Linked DNA regions of Cricetulus griseus: region 2 is linked to region 1. Evidence: chromatin contacts called from public Hi-C data. All regions are on one chromosome and are shown on one strand. Each heading gives the region's core, a stretch centred on a gene start, on an enhancer-like site or on the middle of the called end of the contact. The rest is flanking DNA. Distances are from core to core; before and after follow the strand shown. Region 1 overlaps Peak1 (inactive tyrosine-protein kinase PEAK1). Region 2 has its middle 90 kb from the start of Hmg20a.

Evidence for each region. A called contact is a pair of places that touch in the nucleus more often than the background predicts.
Region 2: a contact with region 1 is called in a Hi-C map of the CHO-K1 cell line, with 2.9 times the contacts expected there. The contact joins two enhancer-like sites. A contact is called at or near these places in 3 of 8 Hi-C or Micro-C datasets (all in the CHO-K1 cell line).

Annotation. Positions count from the first base shown.
Region 1 is chr4:167,716,970-167,723,953 of CriGri-PICRH-1.0, forward strand. It overlaps Peak1 (inactive tyrosine-protein kinase PEAK1), which reads right to left. Exons shown (of 7, transcript XM_027415020.2): 7 at 1-5,857. The coding sequence ends at 4,694. It overlaps LOC118238688 (a long non-coding RNA gene), which reads left to right and starts at 5,853. Exons shown (of 3, transcript XR_004769621.1): 1 at 5,853-6,984. Within about 2 kb of position 2,727, at least 2 of the 6 cell types and tissues checked have open chromatin away from gene starts, as enhancers often do. A contact at or near this core is called in the CHO-K1 cell line, where this site is marked.
Region 2 is chr4:168,013,035-168,020,018 of CriGri-PICRH-1.0, forward strand. No RefSeq gene overlaps it. Among named protein-coding and RNA genes, the nearest start is that of Hmg20a, 90 kb to the left of the region's middle. Within about 2 kb of position 3,912, at least 6 of the 6 cell types and tissues checked have open chromatin away from gene starts, as enhancers often do. A contact at or near this core is called in the CHO-K1 cell line, where this site is marked.

The DNA of each region.
Region 1 (6,984 bases), core at 1,477-3,976:
ATGCAGAGGTCTCTAATTTAAAACAGCTGCAGGGGTAGGTGTTTGACAGCTGTGTAGCACCTTGGACAGTCTGGGTACTTTTACACATTAGGTGACGGTAATGCTGATGACAATTGCCTTCGCAGGAAGGTTCATAAAGATGGTACAGTGTGTTAAGAAATTTCCCAAGAGTTCTTTAGACAAACCTTTTGAAAGCACCTTCTTTTTAAGAAAAAAAAAAATCACCTCAAACCCAAGCTTTCAATATTACAGTCATGGTGTCCCCATGCCGACAGTCTGGGCAATAGCCAGTCACGGTGAGCAAGCTAGTTAAGAGTTCCTCCTTCTTAGATACCAGAGAATTTCACTCTGCTCCGGCTACTGCCACTCCCCTTACTCCCACCACCACAATCACCTTCTTTTTCCTATGTACACAATGGACTGCCTGAAAATAATAGAACTTTTTTTGTCCTTTTCTTTTTTGAGGATGGACTTACCAGTTGAATTACCCTGGTCATGAAATGTGTGCAAACTCCCTTCCTCTGGCATCTGCCACAGTTCAATCCCGTCATCTAAGAAGCAAGGTGAAAAGGCTTGGCTTCTTTGGTATAACCTGTCTAGGACCTTGCATTATGGCTCTTCGGACTTCCTTTGGGGCACTGGTTTTGGTCCATGGTGTCCCCACCTATTCACTGCTGTGAGTGTGGGCAGATGGACCCCAGTGTACACTTCAGCAGGAGTGGTACTTGGGTTTGTCTCAGCGCAACACTTTGGGCCTTTGAGGATATGAGCTTCAATGAGGTAAATCTAATAACCCAGTTTTATGGGCAGCCATCCTGTTCACTTATTAGGCTGGATCAGAATCTCAATCCTTATCCACTAGTGAGGGGAATGACAAGCATGCCAGAGCTGGCCCAGGGGGCTGAGTTCCTCTTGTTCTGTTTCCAAGTGTGTGTATGCTTTATATACTCACGATTACTTCAAATATAATGAAGCCTCCAAAATCCATCCCAGCTTTTGAGACTAGCCTGTATCTTTTCAGATGACTCTGGGTAAAAGCTAAGGGAAAATCCTGACTGCAGGTCACCAGCTAATGTCTGGTGATTTTCCAGTACTGGATAAATTAAACTTGGAAAGCTGAGTGTTAGCCTTCCATGACCTACTACTACTTGGGCTTCAAGATCTTTCATGGAACTTTGCGATAGCAGGAGTTTTTACTCTTAGACAGATCGATCTTCCTGGAGGTTTAGATTTCCATGTTCATGAATACACCCTGAGCTCAGAGGCAGAACTGGCACTTCTTACAATGGGAGGCTGCTCTGACTAGCTCTTGAGTGGTGTACTTCTCGGCCCTCAGCACTAGCAGTTTGGGAGTACGAGTGCACGTTCCCCAATGACGCATCCAGACCATCTCTTGAGAACAAATCCTGAAACCCACTGCCATCGCTTTGCCTTCCAATCTAACTCTGCTTTGGGGTTGGTGGTTTTCATGAATCGCATGCTGTTTTCCCACAGGTTTTGTTGCTCGTTTGCTCATTTAACTGCTGTCTCTTATGGTGAACTTTTGCACACTCTGTGGGTGTACACATCCCCAAAGGGCTCTCCTCTGTGGCACAGGAGGCTGCTGGTAGCCTAGGCCTTTCCAGGAAATAATTCTTCTTCCCATGGCTAGATGACTATGCTAACAAGGCACTCTGAGAGACATTTACTCTGGCCTGCTATAGCCACAGCTCTGTTTCTCTAGCACCCACATGTGCTGAGATTGCTCATGTGGCTAAAGGAAAAGCTCCAATAGGGGCTCAGTTGTTCAAACTCTTAACATAATGGAAGAATCTATGGCATAGACTTTAATAGAACAGAAAAAAAAAATCTGGTCAATGCAGCTGTTACTTGTGAAAACTTCAAGCACTACGCTAGTGACACTCCAGAATTCATAATATATGTATATATAAAAGGTGTGTGTGTGTGTGTGTGTGTGTGTGTGTGTGTGTGTGTGTGTGTGTGGCTGCAGAGGGTAGGGTTTCCTTCTAGTCAATGAATGGATTAAAATCGGAATATAAAGTATCTGTGGTAAAGTTATATTGACTGGATTTCATTATTTTGAGACATTCTCAGAGGACCACCCCCTTCCTGCCTAGAAATACAGTTCTCGTCTCTGTGCTGACCAAACCTAGGACACGCTCTTCCCTCCCCCTCACATTCTGCAGCCATCCCCCAGAGACAAGTCACACAGCCACCGTCTCCGGGAAGCCCGAGGCTCTTCTCTTGTTAGCTGGCTTTCATTTTTGCCCTTCACTAGTGTGGACAGTAAGAGACACATGGAAGGAAGAGCGCTCAGTTTAGCAGTGTGGTCAGACAGTGGTAGTGGAAGTGTGCGTGTGTGTTCTCCCGCATCGTGAAAGAAGGCTGGATCCAAGGTAACGGAAAAAAAAGAAAAAAAAAAAAAAAGAAAAACAAAAGGAAAGAAACCACTACTGACAGAACAAACAGAGGGGACTAGGGAATACTCTGCATTAAATATGTAACCTCATCAAATAGTCAACATTCAGATTTACACGGGAAGGCACCATGAGAGCGACATTGAGAAGGTATGTCTCCATTTGCAAACATTGTGGGAAGTGAAGGGCTGTGCCAGCTGATGTGGTCCATGGTCTTTATGCTGCCAGTTCAGTGCATAATTAGGCAGGGAGTTATGTGCACATGGGCTACGTAAGAGGAATCAAACCCCAGCCTGCCAGGCGTGATGCAGCCATGACTCATGGCTGCCCAACTCCATGGTCATGCTATCTAGAAGAGACAAGACTCTCTGTGAGCCAACTAGCCCTCTTTCCTGGGAGTTCGGAGTCCTAGCCAGGAACACAAGGCCATTCTCCATATGCAGCCTCACACGTATTATTCTCTTTAAAAATGCATAATAAAATACATTCACCTTTTTCGATCCTCTTTGATAAGGGTGAATCACATGAAAGGCTGTTAAAAATGTTAAGTCTAGAAATTTCCAAGGCCACTAAGGTGCCACCCAAGTAATACTGCACAATCAGTCTTGGCTTTAAGACAACCCTGCGCTGGTGGATTAGGGGCTCCCCGGGGTTCTGCACTGGCAGGGTATAGAGAACATGTCTGTCAACCCTGCCACAGGTTGCTTCCCTGGAGGCCTGGCCCCTATCTCCAGCATGTGCGTGCACACAGGCACACATGTGTATACGCTCACCATTCAAGTGACTCTTGGGATTTCAAGGTTGAAGTAAACAGATACTCACAGTTTTGAATAAAACAAGTGCATGAGCATACAAACACACACAGGTGGAAAGAACACTTGCTTCTTAGCGCAAGTATGTGCCACGGGAAGTAAGGTTTCTGTAGTTCTCACTCAGGTAAAGTTGCAACATAAACACTGTAATATACAGATTAAAAATACATACAAAAATTGCACATAATTATGGGAGAGCACAGGTCCCACGGGAACAGCTCTCAGCCATCCACTGCAGCCATCAGCCTTCCTGTGAGCTGAGCTCCAGGGCCACTGCAAAGTCTTAGGAGCACTCACTCTGGGAGGCAGTCTTTCTGAAAGAGACTGGCATCCTTAGGAGCAGGTCAGCCATCTTAGTGGCCTTCCCCTCCTCCCTTGTCTTCTGGCCATTCAACTAGCCAGCTTTGAGGTGCTTTCTGAGGCGATGTTAATGCTAAGTGGACAGCCATTTCAATTCAGAGATGTTGTCTACAGCATTTGGCAGGGTAGTTAATACTGGCTACTGATGGAAGGGAGGTGGCCAGTTACTGCTTGTGGGGGAAACTGACTCAGGCACCACCAGCCCGGCTGCCCTGCTGATCGGTCTGACAGTGGTCAAGAACAGTACTTTAAAGTCTGTTCCCTGAGGGCCCCTGGAGGATTGCACACACAAGGACATTATTTCCTCATGTCCTGCCAACTATTCATAAAATCTGAACTGCATTCCATCCTGCTGAGGCACTGGTGACACCACCTTTGGTCAGCTCTGGAATGGGCCACAGACTTCAGCAGGCTGGGACAGAGTAAAGGTAAAGGACAGCCAAGCAGTGGCAGTGGGGTTACGGCTGTCAGGCTGCTCTCTGTGCAGGGTACCTTTACTGAGAACAAAAAATGGAAATGGACGACCCATGATCCAACAGACAGGAATCTCTCCTCCCCCTTCACCTTATACCAGAACAAAGGCTTGTCTGTTGCCAGTAACTAAAACTAAGCAAAATGGCATGTCCTCCTGGGAAAGAGGCAGTTATTGATACTCTAAGGAAGAGGAAGCTGCTGTGTGAGCATTACTGGATGACAGCTGATATTGGTGACATGCACTGCTAGCTAGTTAGGAGAGGCAAGCGTCAGAGTTATGGAAGAGGTGGACACTGCTTACTAAGTTCACTCCACTGGAGCTGGTCCTTCATGAATGTGCATTTCATTTTTGACCCCGTATTTGTGGGGCTATTCAGATGACAAATGTTCCAAGGGAAGGTGATTGCACGGTTGTGCAGTTGAATTTCTGTACAGTAAGGAGACATTCGGCTTCTCACTGTGCAAAGCTGTGGATGACCTTGCTGAATGGCTCCCTCTGCTCGCGGACGAGGACGGCAAATTAGCGTCTCTCCTTTCCTTGAATTCTGAGTGAGAGCACTAGGACAGGGACATGAGGGCGACATGAAGAAGGTGGAAATATTTAATAAGAAGAACAATGTCCAGGCCACATTAACGGTGTTGCAGGATTTTTACAATATAACTCAGGGAGTCTGTAGTGGCAAAAGCCAGATATTGAGCACAAAGCCAATCCTCGAGGCTGATTCCCCCCTCTCTGTCCAGGGACTTCTCAGCAAACTTGATCATCAGCAGTGTGCGCTTGATGTCCAACCAGTTTTGGAGCAAGGCGTTCTTCTGTACTAGGGTTGTAGAGGTGGTGAAGGTTTGGAAGAGATCTTCCCGGGGGCCCCAGAGCAGACACTGGAGGATGCCTTTGGCGTCAGAAATGAGGATGCGTTCAGAAGGGTTGGGATTTAGGAGACAGCTAGCAAGCTGCTGCAGGCCCCAAGAGTATGGGGAGCGGAGAGGGATTCGAGGCAGATCTGTGCGTGTGTACTCCTTCTCCTTCAGCTCTGGGTTCTCATCAAAAGGGTTGGGCAGGTGTAGCATCTCATAGATGAGGATGCCTGTCTGGAATTCATCACACTTTTTATACTGGGTGGCTGTGATAATCTCTGGGGCAAGGCGGGACTGGTCTCGGAGGATCTGGGGATCCACCAGATGGCTCTTCTGCTTGGCCTGAGAGAAGTTGCTCACAATGAGCCTTGTGGGACAAGCCGAGGTGGGGCAAGGGTCTGTAGGTGAAGGGCCGTGGGCAGCTCCCCCAGGCTGGTGCTGGACAAGCAACAAGTTCTCTAGGCGCAGATCGCAGTGAGTGACATGGTAGGGCTTGAGATGCTCAAGGCCAGAACATAGCTGTAAGAGTAGCAGACACACTTGCCTCTCATACAAGTCAGGGCTCTTCCCATGATGGGCCAGGGAATCTCGCACAAAGTCAGCCACAGTGAGATGAGGAACCTCTCTGGTGATGACTACAACGTGGCTTCTCTGCTTCCTGTTCGTGACTTGTTGGTTCTCTTTCTGGGATGACTCTGTTTCAGAGCAGGACTGGGGATTTCCCCTGGCAGTTTCTGCTTTCACCTCTTCCTCACTGTTTTCAGTTTCATCCTCTGCCTTTTCAGGAGCATCAGGATCCTTCCAGGGAAGCAGACGATTAGGGACTTCAGCAAGGAAATGACCACAGTCCTGCTGGATATTAAAATGCACAGCCAGACTCTGCCGGACAGCCAAGCTATGGTAATACTGCTGAGATTCCTGAGTTTTGCTCTTACAGATCTGAAAGAGAGCAAGAAACATGACTTAAACTCGCTTCCATAACAGACTCGGGATATGCTGAGGATGGTTCACTGGAGGGTGGCTCATTAGGAATAAACAGTCGCATAGTGAAGTCTTCAGGGTTTTGGCAGCCAGACCTATGCTGAGTGGCCACTGCTGGTAGCACCCTTTGCCGTGGTGCCTACAGTCAAGGCTGTGCTCAGTACTTTATGTATACCACTTCCAGCGTTCACAGGAGCCCTTCCAAGTGGTCCAGGGTTTCAACCGTGGCACTGGGAAATTGCATGCACACACGCACAAGAATGAAACTTGACCCTTGTGCTCTCACCAGTTACAAAATCAACTTAAGATGAATTAAGACTTGGCCTCAAGTTATGACCTGAGGTTATAGAACCAGCAGAAGAAGGCAGGGAAAAGGCTTTAGGATGTTGGAACAGGAAAAAAAAATGCATATAAGACTCCAAAGGGATCCGCAACAAAAGCATAAACAGACAAATGAGATTACATCAAACTAAACAACTTCTGTACAACACAGTAAACAGTCAACAGACTGAAGAGATAACAATGGGTGATACATTTGAAACTACACATCTGATAAGAGGCCAATATTGAGAATATATAAGAAATTCAAAATAAAAAATAATAGCAACCAACCAACCAACCAAAAAAAACCATAACAATGACAAAAATAACTAAAACTCAAATAACCCAATTAAAAATAACTAGCAAAAGGCATACAATGGGATGGACACACACACACACACACACACACACACACACACACACACACACACACGGAAAGGCAAATCAAAACCATATGACCTCATATTACAATGGCTGTTACTGGGGCTGGATGGCTTACCAGTTAGGAACTAATTGCTCTTGCAGAAGACCTGAGTTCTGTTCCCAGCACCCATGCCATGAAGATCGCAACCACATATAACTTCAGCTCCAGGACGATCAGATGCCCCTGGACTCTGAGGGTGCTTGCACTTACATGTACACACTTCACCCCCCACATATACATAATTAAAAAGTAGCAAAAATAAATCATAGAAAAAAAGGAGAGCTGTTACAAAAAGCAAAGTGCTGGTGAGAGCATGCAAAAAAAGAACCTCATGCACACT
Region 2 (6,984 bases), core at 2,662-5,161, 300 kb after region 1:
TTAGATGTAGTCATTCATCCCATTTGAACATTTCTCTGTGCTTTGGGTGAAAAGTGGAGGAAGTTCCTCTCCTCTGGGAGCTAGTTTATAGTACAACAATAAATTTTAAAAAAAGAAAGAAAGAAAAATACAAAGACTAACTACAATGGGGTCTGATAAGTGGTCAAACAGCTGTGAACCAAGCGTTCTGAAAAAATACAAAGGAAGGATTCAATGGTTGTTCAAAAAAGAGCTTTATCACTATAACAGCTTTAAGCTGGGTACTACAGCAAGGTAGTTTTGTTGTTGTTTTAAAAGAAACTAGAAATAGCCAGGTAGCTCTGTGGTAGAGCACTTACATAGCAACGTGCAAGGCCCTGAGTACTTCCTAGGGACTGCAGACAGTGAAGTGTTAGGCAAGTAGGCTGTAATGAGCATCAGATGCCATGCTAAGGGACTTTACTTTTAATTTGTAGCAGAGAAAAAAAAAAAAACAACCACAGCTGTTTTCGAAAAGCAGTAACATCAGAAGATAATAAACTAACTCAGAAATTCATAGCCATTTTTTTCTTTTGTCATGTATCCCTGTGGCAATCCAATGAAAGCTATGAACCAGCCCTTCTAAAAGCAATGTTTCCAACTACACTTACAAAACAAAAACGAAAACTAGCCAGACATGGTGGCATGTCTTTAATCCCAGCACTCAGGAGGCAGAAGCAAGCAGATCTTTCCGAGTTTGAGACCAGTCTGGTCTACAGAGTTCCCAGCCTGCCAGGGCTACATAGCAAGACCCTGCCTCACAACAGCAACAAGAAGTTAAGAAATCCACTATACTGAAATATAGCTATCAAAATATTAAAAATATGTAATACAGACATGTCTGCGCTTCCTAACAAAGCCCTAAATAACATGACTAAAACAGGATTAGTGGAGAATGCCTGTAATCCCAAATAAAGGTAAAGAAAGAACAAAACAGAGCATGATTTAGAGGTGGGAAAGATGGAAGGAGATGCTTTGATGAATAGGGCCAATATATGATGAGAGAGCTTAGAGGAAGGCAGGCTGGGGCAGAAGGAAGTGGCTGGAACTGAGGGGTTTTTGTGAGTGTTAAGGAGGCATCTCTGTTAATGGACTAGTGCTGAAAAGGTAAGTTTGGACATAGGGTTGACTTAGAGGAAGCTTAGGCAAAGTCACCTACCAACCTCTGCCACCCCTGGGTAAAGATGTCATGTTCTATGCTTTGCCCTGCTGCTCACCTTGACTATTTTTCCTTTTCCTTGACACCGGAAGAGCATGTGGACAGAGGTAGATTTTCTACTGGCTTAAATCAGCAGGCCTCTCTACATCGGTTACAGATTGTACTCAAATAGGTTTCCTGCCAGAGATTGAGCAAGGGAGCCGTGCATCTGGAAAGAAGACACTAGACTTCCTTCTGGCATGGCAGTATCTGTTTATCTTGACTGATTTTATAGCAAATGTGATTGGGATATTTACTGTTTGTCTGTAAGAACTGGATGAAAAGCTGGGCATGGTGGCACAGGCTTTTAATCCCAACATTTAAGAGACAGAAACAGGATGATCTCTGAGTTCAAAGCCAGCCTGGTCTCCATAGTGAGTTCCAGGCCAGCAGGACTACAGAGTGAGATCTTGTCTCAAAACAGAAAAGAGCTGGGTGAATATAGTAGGACAAACCAAGCACACTGCAACAACTAAACACTAACAACACATAGGAAAGGCTAGAGACTACAAAAAAAAAAATTACCAATTATGGACCTGCAAAGAGGGGTTTCACTCTCTGAGGACTTGACCCACAACTAAATGGGGCCAAGATTAATCATTCCTTAATCTTCCTTCTAAACCAAAGGATCTTTCTTGATGATCATGCCTATTAAGGCACTAAAGACTGCTGCAGGATATGTGGTAATGAGCTCCAGGTATTTAATGAGAGACAAGTACTGTTGCTGCAAGCTCTAGCATTCAGTGCCTCATCTGAAAACGAAGACGACCAACTTGCTCTGCAAAAGGAGGTCTCATTGAGACCTCACATTGAAGAGGGTAGAGAGGAAGCTCCCATTTTGAGATTCTATGTTGCTGGGAAACACAAAATCTTCTGGGAAAGGCCTTTGTTTTTGTTTTAATTAGGTAAAGATTTTACATGCAGGGAACAAGTAGCTGACTCCGGGCTCTGAGCTGTCTCCAGAGGAAGAAAGGTTAAAAAAAAAAAAAAAAATCAATGCAAAGGAACAAACAAAGACATTTGATAGCGGTAGGCCTCTTTCCCAGTCCCTGCCTCACCTGAAAGTAATTGCCTGATCCAAAAAGAACACCTATGAGGGAACAGCATCACTTCCCTCTAGTTCCTGTCTGTTCTGTGTCAGCACCTAGTCTCAATTCAGCAGGAAAGACCGGATGCAACCCTGGCCCTCTCCTCACTTGACAGGAGGAGGCCTTGACCTGCCTACGGATGCCGCCCATGCTGTCTCACATCCGGGACCTCATCACTGGTTCCTGCTTTGCTTGCTCTGGTGTCTTCTTACAATCCCAAGAGACAAGAGGACTGTGGAGCCAGAAAGGGACCCAACCCCAGTCTTCCAGGAAGAACCCTTTTGGGATGCCTGAACCTCAGCTTGTCTGTCCCTGTCTTAAAGTCATGCAGTACAAAACAAGCCGGTTCATTGTGTTCTTGGATATAAATATTGATTCTGGGTGATGTTAACATTCTGTTCATAAAAGAATGTAACATATTTCTCCCACACCATATTAGACTGATGTGTTGTTTGGCCAAGAGAAGTGGAGATTTCTGGCTTCTGCAGAAAATGTGGACATTTAAATGCATGCAGCTTTCAGAAGTCGGGGGTGAAGTCTCAGAATAGCAACTAGGGCTTTTGGCTGGCTTCAGCCCCTCACTCCTCCATCCTTGGCTTGTCACTTTGGCATTCCTAATCTCTTGTAATTAGGAAGACCCTGTCTTGGACTTCCACATCTGCTTTCATCAGGAAGGCCTATAAGGTCAGCGCTCAACATTTTAAATTTTCTTCCCTTGAGGAAAAGATCTGGGAGGTCTCCTGTTTTTCTTCCCCACTCCACGTGGGAGGGGAGGGCAAAGGCTTCAGACCAGAGGTGGTCCATCTAAGCATTACAACCGAGGCCAGACAAGCCCAAGAATAGGATGTGCTGGCCGCCTTGGCAAGGCAAATTCCCCACATTCCACAAGCGCTCTTCACGGGAAATCTAACTCATGAGAAAGTGGAATTTGTGATGTGTATGCGTGCGCACTCGGGTGCCAGCACATCTCACACAGACAGATCCCTGGCTCTCTGGTATTTCGAAAGAGTGGTAGAGCCCATTTCCAGATGTGTGGGAAGGCAGGCCGGGTCGCAGTGCTGTCAGAGGAGGGAGCGCCCTCTGCCGTCCCAACCAGGAAGCACTGCGGTGGAGGGAAAGGACCCGAGGGGTCTGGAAAGCTGATCTCGGTTAAAACCTCAGTCGGCTCACCGTAGCCTGCCGGAGGCCTGCACCTCCTCACCCTTCCCACTGCGAGCCTGCAAGGCGCTGGCTGCCCTCAGACTAGCTGGTTCTTTTGATGTTCTGTAGCTGTGAGCCAGCCAAAAATGAGGATTTGCAATAAAACTCCAGCCTCCCGCAGCATCTGCTGAGCTAGTTCCGAGGTGAGCGGCAGTGGCGCTGACTTCTGCCTGCGAACCTGGCCGGCAGCCCCAAGCCAGGAGAGACAATAGGGGCAGCGAGCCCACGAGGAGGCCTCCGGCCGAGAGGCAGCCCCGCGGCCTCACTGTGCCCCTGGAAGGAGCTGGCAGAGGCCTGGCTGGCTCCGAGAGGCTTCCAGAAGAGTGGAAGCTGCCATGGCTCAGCTCAGGCGTCCTGGCATCTCCACCGGCCCGGAGCTGGCAACCCAGACAGAGGGGGCCCCGCCCCTCTGCCCTGTTTCCTGCCAAGAAGGAGGCTCTGCAACACTGCCAGAGCCGATTCGCTGTGTGTTTGGGGGTGGGGGGGAGAAAGGGAGAGGGAGAGGGAAGGGGGGGTAGAAAGTGTGAGAGGAGGAAGAGGGAGGAGAAGAGAGCGATAGAGGGAAAAGAGGGAGAAAGAATGGGGAATGGGGGAGAGAAAAAGGGAAAGGAGAGAGAAGAGAGGGAAAGGAGAGAAGGGAGAGAGGTTTGAGTGTGTGTGTGTGTGTGTGTGTGTGTGTGTGTGTGTGTGTGTGTGTGTGTACTCCTGGAAAGCCAGGTGCAGATGGCTACTGAACCAAACTTATTGGACAACCTTTCAGTTTTGCAAGAGAAAAAAGAAGGCATAAGACAATCAGTTTCTGTTTTGAGGGGAAGGTTTTTATTTATTTATATTTGGCAAACTGAGTTCCTCTCTGCTGGGAGAACCGAAAACCCAATCCACCAAGCAGCCCCTAACAACAATGCCCTTTTCTCTCTCTGGGACCAATTTCCAGACAGCACAGCAGTCCTGACAAGGTCAACAAGCCGAAGCTGTGAGCGCAAGATCTTTATCTACGTGGGAAATAAGAAAATCATTTGACTGATAAAAGGAAATACAATAAATAGCATCTAAATTCCTGGCTGCGTTCCCCCGAGCCCCTCCTTTGCAAGAGAAAGTGCCAGGGCAGGAATACAACTGCCACTACAGCAGGTTTAAAAATAGCACTCTGCACACAGCCCTTCCTACCTTCCAGAAAGACTTCATTACCAGGTCCTCAGCCCTGAGCCTGCAGAGCCGCTGGCTGCGGGCGCTTTCTTGCCCCTGCTCTAGATTTTTCTTCTTTGGAAGCATGAAGGCAGCGGGTGTGATACATTTCCCTCCCGCTCAGCTAGTTTCAGTCCTAGCACGTCTGGCGCACACAGCGGAAGTCCATTGTATTTAATGGGGTGTTAACTCTGTTTATTCTCTAGGACTTGTGCGGTAATTTTACACTCTGCAAAACTAGCAACTTGAACCTGAAGTGCTTTTCCTCCCTTCCGTGCCACTCCAACAGGCCTCTGTCTCCAGGTTCTTCTGCAGGCCTAGAGTTCCCCAGCTGGTTCAACCAAAGTTGCTTCCCACTGTTAACACTGCTGTGGGCCGAGACAGGCTTGCCTCTCTTACAGACTTGTTTTTGCCATCTATTAAGTGGGGATTTGGATCTTCCTTGTGTACCTAGAAAAGCTGTTGACACTGGTCCTCTAGTTCCCAGCTGCTGGGTCACATGTGTATCTCCTGTTAAGACTGTTAATGTAAGTGACCAGATGATCCCAGCTAGACTAAATCTCTGAGTCTCCATCAAAACAGACAAAGCAGGGGCTGGAGGGATGGCTCAGTGAGTAAGAGCACTTGCTGTCCTTGCAGATGACTCCATTTGGTTTCCAGCTCACCACTGCCTATAACTCCAGTTCAGAGGATCCCACATCATCTTCTGACCTCTAAGGGCACCGTACACACATGGTGCACATACATGTCACACATTGCCACTACCGCCCGGCAAGCTGTTAGAATCTTCAGCCCCCAGACTCTCACAATCTCCACTGTGGTTTCTCACTAATTCTGCAGTTGACTCTCACCTAGCTTTGGGTTTGGGCTCAGACCCTTTACAATGTCTTGTATATCACCAAAAGGAAATATTTTCATTTTTACCCTTTTTTACAGGGTCTTTCTGTAGCCCGAGCTTGACTCCAATACACATAAAAGTATAGATACAAGGCCGGGCGTTGGTGGCGCACGCCTTTAATCCCAGCACTCGGGAGGCAGAGGCAGGCAGATCTCTGTGAGTTCGAGGCCAGCCTGGTCTCCAGAGCGAGTACCAGGATAGGCTCCAAAACTACACGGAGAAACCCTGTCTCGAAAAACCAAAAAAATATATATCTATCTCTATATCTATATAGATATATAGAGATATAGATCTATATATAGATCTATATATAGATATAGAGATAGATATATATAGATATAGAGATAGATATAGATAGATAGATACAAAAGTTTAAAAATAAATAGATCATTGTTGTAGTAATAAATTATGCTAGCTATATATGAGTTCTACCTTCTATTATTCTCAGAGCTGATTCACAAACCCAGGACCATCCAGGTCTCCAACAACAGGGACATCATCTGGACCATCCAGCATCTCCTCCCACATGTGGACATCCTGAATCTGCCTCTCTGGAGTTCCTAATCTATTTCTGTCTCCCTCAGGCCTTTTCTGTCTGTTGACCTGGAGACACCTCAATTCAGTTTGTCCAAAACTAAGAACAAAGTCTCCCTAAACCCGCATCTTTTCCTGGATCTGATAACCTAGTGAAGAGGGTCACTGTCCACGGGTGCTGTGCACACTTCCCCCTGGTTCTGCTCAGGACTCTCTGCCCTCATCAGTTCATTCACAGGAAGGAGTTCTCCCATGCAGCCCTTCCTCCTCCCTGCCATCCCCACCCCAGCTGTTAGAATCTTTTTTTTGGGGGGGGCGAGGGACAGGGTTTCTCTGTGTAGCGTTGGAGCCTGTCCTGGTACTCACTGTCGACCAGGCTGGCCTTGAACTCACAGAGATCTGCCTGCCTCTGCCTCCCAAGTTCTGCGTGCGATTAAAGATGTGTGCCACTACCGCCCGGCAAGCTGTTAGAATCTTCAACCCCCAGACTCTCACAATCTCCACTGTGGTTTCTCACTAATTCTGCAGTTGACTCTCACCTAGCTTTGGGTTTGGGCTCAGACCCTTTACAATGTCTTGTATATCACCAAAAGGAAATATTTTCATTTTTACCCTTTTTTACAGGGTCTTTCTGTAGCCCGAGCTTGACTCCAGTTTACAACCCTCCTGCCTCACACTTCTAAGTGTTAGCATTACAAGCATGCACATAAGCTAATAGCAATATTTTTTCTTTTAAATTTTTTTCAATATTTATTTATTTATTTATTATTTATTTTGTGTGGGGTCAAGAGCATGCACGAACCATAGCATGTATGTGGAGGTCAGAGGACAACTTCTAGGAGTCTTTCTACTATGTGGGCCCT